Linked DNA regions of Sus scrofa: region 1 is linked to region 2. The links are chromatin contacts, called in public Hi-C maps. All regions are on one chromosome and are shown on one strand. Each heading gives the region's core, a stretch centred on a gene start, on an enhancer-like site or on the middle of the called end of the contact. The rest is flanking DNA. Distances are from core to core; before and after follow the strand shown.

Region 1 (2,749 bases), core at 148-2,647, 1.0 Mb before region 2:
CAATAAATTCAATTTCCTCAGCAGAGTTAAGACCAGATTACCTCACGTTTAAATAAGAGCAGTTTTCAGAGTGCTGGGATGTGGCCTCTCCGTGGAGGTTTTCGAGAAACCTGTCCGCACGAAGCTGATATCGGTGCTGGTTTATAGCAAATTTCCTAAAACTGTAAGGAGGATCACACGACACCGTAATATGGCAAAACACCAATACAGTGCTAAGCTAAAAGCACTCCTAGCTCCTCTAGAAGAATGTATTTCAAGTAAGACAGCCACAAAGGCCGAGTGATTAAATACTCCACTTACCGGAGCAAAAGGTTTTGAAAAGGCTAAAAACAAAAGGAAGCAAATAAAAGTTGATCCACTGTCCTAAAATATGGAAAGAACTTTTTTTTGAAAGTACATGCTATCAAGTCCTAGAAAAAAATCTCTATTTGAGTAGTCTACCAAAATATTACTAGTGGCAAGCTCTGACTGGCGGGAATACGAGGGACTTTAACCTTTACTTGTGTTTTTTAAAAGACAAACTTGAACTAGTAGTTACTCGGAACAAAAACAAACCAGGGCAATTATCCACTGTATGTTCCACACACGTGTGTTTAAAAGCCTCAGTTATAACAACAATGACAACTCCTAGGAACCCACCGAGATTTCAAGGACACAAGCAGAAAGCTCGGAAATCAGTTTAAAAAAAAAAAAAAAGGTGGTGGCAAATGTCCCCGCGCAATTTGACATCCGTGACCAACCATTTTCAACTTCGGAGAAAACTGGGAACGCTGTCTGGTAGATCTCGTCTTGCTTGGCAAAACCCGACACAAAAAATTCTCCCTTTCCCTCCCAGATCTCGAGGAGGAAGTGGGAGGAAAGGCCTGGGGGCGGCAAGCGCTCCGGTGCGAGGATGGGGAGTGAGCCTCCAACCGAGTGCTCAAAAAGTCCCTCCGCCCCCATCCCGTGCAGGGCGCCGACCGGGAGCGACCGACTTCGAACCAGGCCCCTCCGCCAAGAGGCTTCCAGACGGGGCCCAACGTGCCCTCCCAACCCGACAGGCCCAAGCCCTCATCTTACAGGGTTTCTTGGCATCCTTAATCTTCATGGCGTCGGCCTAAGAGAGGAGAGGCAGCCTTCGGGTCCGACTCGCAGAGGGTAGTGGCGGAGACTGGAGGTGGCTGGGCCGCGCGGGGAGGCCCGGCCGGTTCCTCCCCTCGGGCCGGGCGGGGCGGGCCAAGGGCGGGGCGGCGGCGCCTGAGGCGAGGCCCGGCCCAGGGGGCGGCCCCCCCACCCCCGCGAGGGGCGGCCGGGACCGAGGGAGCAGGGGAAGGCCGCCGGCCTCGCCGCTCCGGGCCCCCCGCCGCCGCTCAAACAAAAGGCCCCGGTCCCCCAAGCCACCGCCGCCGCCGCACTGAGAACTAGCCCGCCCAGGCCCAGCGTCCACGTGACGAGAGCACCCCACCCCCCTCTCCGCTCTCCGCCGGCTGCTGGGGATTGTAGTTCCCCAGGTCGCAAGACCCCGCTCTCAGGCTGCAGCGGTACAGATGGACTACAAAACCCAGGATGCATCGCGGCTCCTCCTCCCAGTCCCCTCCGCTTCCGGGGATCGCCTCAGAGTGGCCCCAGAGAGGAGGGGGCGGGGCCTTAATCACGCCAGCGGCTAGGAGACCAATAGTGGCTGATGTGGGCGGGCTGCGGAAGTCTAGAGCTCAAGCCTCGCCCAGTCGGCGAGAAAGAAGGAGAAGGGGACGTCTTGCTTGTGTTGTAATGGCTGTTTTGCAAGTGGCAGACTTCCTCTAGAGGCAAAAAAACGTGGTTATTGTGCCAAGGAGGGCTCTAAATACGGGGCTCTAGAGCCGCTCTTTAGACAAACCAGTGAGTGCGTTTGCAAATTAAAGTCATCCTCGAAGGAATCCCCTGGCTTAATTGAGACACCTCCAAAGCTGGTGTTGGAATAATGATTATCATAATAGTATACGGTAATGATGATAAACACTTTTGGGGAATTATTTAAGTTAATTCAATAACTTTGTAAAGTGCGTGCATTTATTGTCCATCGCTGTTTTTTTTTTTTTTTTTTGGTTTTTTTTGGGAGGGGTATGGAACTCTTCACGTATTTGCGTGTCATCCTTGCGCAGGGTCCATGCTAATGTATATCATTCCAGTTTTGTGCTGCCAAAGCGAGCACTATCTATTGCTAATTTCGAAGATGGGACAAGATCTGAGAAGTTAAGTCACACGTGGGGCACGTGTTCTTTGCCACGGGTCCACGGTTCCCTTCAAGGGGCTTTGTAGCCCAGCTTCCCCTTCCAATGAGGAAATTGATTCCTAGAGAAGAAAATTAAGCGCTCTAGTTCTTACTCTTGTCCCGCCGTCTCCTAGATTCTGAGTCTTACAGCTGGAATGGAACGGAAGTCTTCTGGCTTCCCCTCCTCCAGTTAGCTGACCAGGAATTTAGTGACTTCGAAATAGGTGGTTTGAGAGTCGGCAATGGAGGATTGAGCTTTATGGCCCCTTCTTTGTGGAGGATATGACAAGGGTTTTGAGTAAGGACTGGAAGGGACACAAACCATCATTTAGGGATTTTGTACTAAGAGTTAGCACTTTACAGAGTGCTTTCTTTACTTTTAAATTTTTAACTTAAATGTAGTACTCACAACCACCCTTTGAAATGTAACTCAAAGTTGAATTCCCATATCGTTTTGTTTGGACAACTTGGTTACAAAGTCGAGGAGTTCTCAATGTGGCTCAGAGGTAATGAACCTAA
Region 2 (2,700 bases), core at 136-2,635:
TGCAAGACAGAACTCACTGGTGACGTTGAGAACAGCCATTTCACTGGAGCGGTGGGACCAAAACCTGAGGTGGGAAAAGTTAGAATAAAGAGTAAGAAAATGAAGATAATGACTCTAAATTTTTTTTCTCAGGATTTTTGTTATCAAGGGAACCAAATGAGGTGGTAGGTGATGGGGGTCAAAGAAGGTTAGGATTATTTTTTGAGATGGAGATCATTATAGCATGTTATTTGTTGATGGGGAAGATCCAAAGGGAAGCAAAAAAATGATAATGAAAATGAGGACCTATGTCTAAGTCCTCAAGTAGATAAGAAAAGATAGGCTCAAAAGCACAACCTGATCCATAGAATAGTTGCTAGGTCTCAGAAGTGCTCACTAAATGTTGGTTATTATTATTTCCGATGCCTCAAAATTTTTTTTTTTTTTTTTTAGGGCCTCACACCATGGCATATGGAAGTTTCCAGGCTAGGGGTCGAATTAGGGCTATAGCTGCCGGCCTACACCACAGTCACAGCAGCGAGGGATCCAAGCCAAGCCTGCAACCTACACCATAGCTCAGGGCAATGCCGGATCCTTAACGCACTGAGGGAGTCCGGGAATCAAACAGCATCCTCATGGATACTAGTTGGATTCATTTCCACTACACCACAACAGGAACTCCCTCAAATTTTTGAATAATGAATAGGCATCACGTTTACAAAATATAAAATTATTATCTAAACAAACATACAGGCTTGGACTCCAGCATCAGACTTCACTAGTTCAAATTCTAGTTCTACCACTTGGCCAAGGCATTTTTCTTCATGGGGCTTTGTGTTCCTTTGTAGGAAAAGATAATAATACCTACCTTATAAGGCTGTTGGCTGGCTTAAGTGAGACAATCCGTGAAAAATTTAGCACTGTACTTGTGTATGGTGACGGTTCAAGTGTTTAAGGCTATTATAACTGTCATACTGTCTTATACATGTAAACTGTGGTTGTCTGTGATGCTTTTAGGCACTGTCACACTGATTGAAATTCGTAGAACCAGAAGACAGGTACCACAGCGCAGAGCTTTCAGAAGGCACAGAGGCCGATGCGCTGTCAGGCCAGCACACCATGGAACTCTCCCACCGTCTCTCCTTCTACTGACACTGTCCCTCCAAAAGGTACTGTCCTTAGGAGGCAAACAAAGCAAGACAAGACATAACAAACACAAAAAAAACCACCCGAAAACCAACCCTGACTAGCGCTGACCAGACGGGGTAGGACGTCTGCGCCCGCACCAAGCCCACAGCGCTTCGCTGGAGCCTGCGCAGTCGCTGTAGGTGGGGCGTGGCACATTCTTGGCGTTTCCTCCCGATTCTTCCTTCACGCAGCACTAGGGCGGAAAGTCTCGCGAGACGTGTGAGTTCTCGCGGGAACCGCATTCAAAAAGCCCTGGCGCTTACCGAGAGCTCCTGCAGTGAATGGGCTGGTGTGTCTGCTTCGCGGTGGAGTAAACTTCCGAACCTGAGTGCCGCGAGTTGCAGCAGCAGAGGAAAGGGGTGAGGAGAAAGGTATGGGCAAGCGGCTTGGAGGGAGGGTGAAGAGGGAAACTGGGGAGCGGCGTAAGGAGGGGAGAGCAGGGCCTTAGGAAACCTGGGGCCTGGGTCTCCGCCCAGCCTTTTAGCTGGACCAGCTCTTTCAGCGGAACTCAGTTCCTAGAAATCAGATTTCCAGCCGGTCTCAGTCTTCCGGTGGGCCGCCTCGACCCCCCGCCCGGGAGATTGCGCAGAAATACAGAAAGCCCAGCCCGCTGCCTCCGGAAAATAACGAACACTAGGTCTGCGCTGTCCAGTGTGATAGCCACTAGCCACATGTGGCAGTCTGAATCCAGAAATGCTATAAATGTAAAATACATACTGGATTTTGAAGACTACACCAAAAAGTAATCTCATTAATAGTCTTTATAATAACTACATGTTGACATGGCATTTTAGATATATTGGATTAAATAACATTAAAGTGAATTTCACCAGTTAATTTGCTATTTTTTTAATGTGGCCCCTTGAAAATTAAAAATCACCTATTTTGTTCGCAATATACTTTTTCGACAGCGTTGCTTCATAGAGCTGTCCATTCTGCCCTACTTGCTTGTTCACCCTTTAGCTGGTTTAATCTTCTCCAAAACCCTATATCTAGATAGGTGTCATTGTCATTGCTTTATGGGTAATGGAAGAAAACATACATAAGTTATTAAAGTTGATGCAGCCAGTGGGTAGTGCAGGTGGAGTAAGAACTCAGGCAGCTGGAATCCCTAAGCTCCCTGTCTCTTAAGTGCTTTGTACATGCTATGTTTCTGAGAGGCAGAACAGAAAAGCAGTTCCAAGCACCAGGCTTTGGAACTAAATTCTGGTTCCCCTCTCACTTAGCCACTTACCACCTGATAACCCTATGCAAGTTTCTTAACCTTTATGTGCCTTAGTTTGCATATATATAACAGGGTGGGGGGAACCTTTCATTTCATAGGGTTGTTGAGGGAATTGCATAAGATGATGTATGCAGAGCACCAAGCACAATGTCTGACACACATTAGCTGTAGTTCTTATTCAACCCTGGCTACCTTTCTCTGCAGGCTGATAGGTTAACTCTTACTCATCCATTATAACTGTTGAAAAGTCACTTCCTCAGGGAAGTCTGTCCTGTTCATACTCCCCCGCTACCTTGCCCTCACTCCAC

Evidence for each region. Hi-C and Micro-C count contacts between places; a contact is called where the count stands out from the background.
Region 1: a contact with region 2 is called in a Hi-C map of embryonic fibroblasts, with 1.8 times the contacts expected there. The contact joins the promoter of PANK3 here to the promoter of SPDL1 in region 2. A contact is called at or near these places in 1 of 5 promoter capture datasets (fetal skeletal muscle) and 2 of 47 Hi-C or Micro-C datasets (embryonic fibroblasts and heart right ventricle).

The regions. Positions count from the first base shown.
Region 1 is chr16:55,311,981-55,314,729 of Sscrofa11.1, reverse strand. It overlaps PANK3 (pantothenate kinase 3), which reads right to left and starts at 1,397. Exons shown (of 7, transcript XM_003134072.4): 1 at 1,060-1,397. The coding sequence starts at 1,087.
Region 2 is chr16:54,302,150-54,304,849 of Sscrofa11.1, reverse strand. It overlaps SPDL1 (protein Spindly), which reads left to right and starts at 1,385. Exons shown (of 12, transcript XM_003134063.5): 1 at 1,385-1,538. It overlaps LOC110257251 (a long non-coding RNA gene), which reads right to left and starts at 1,337. Exons shown (of 3, transcript XR_002339615.1): 1 at 848-1,337; 2 at 18-64.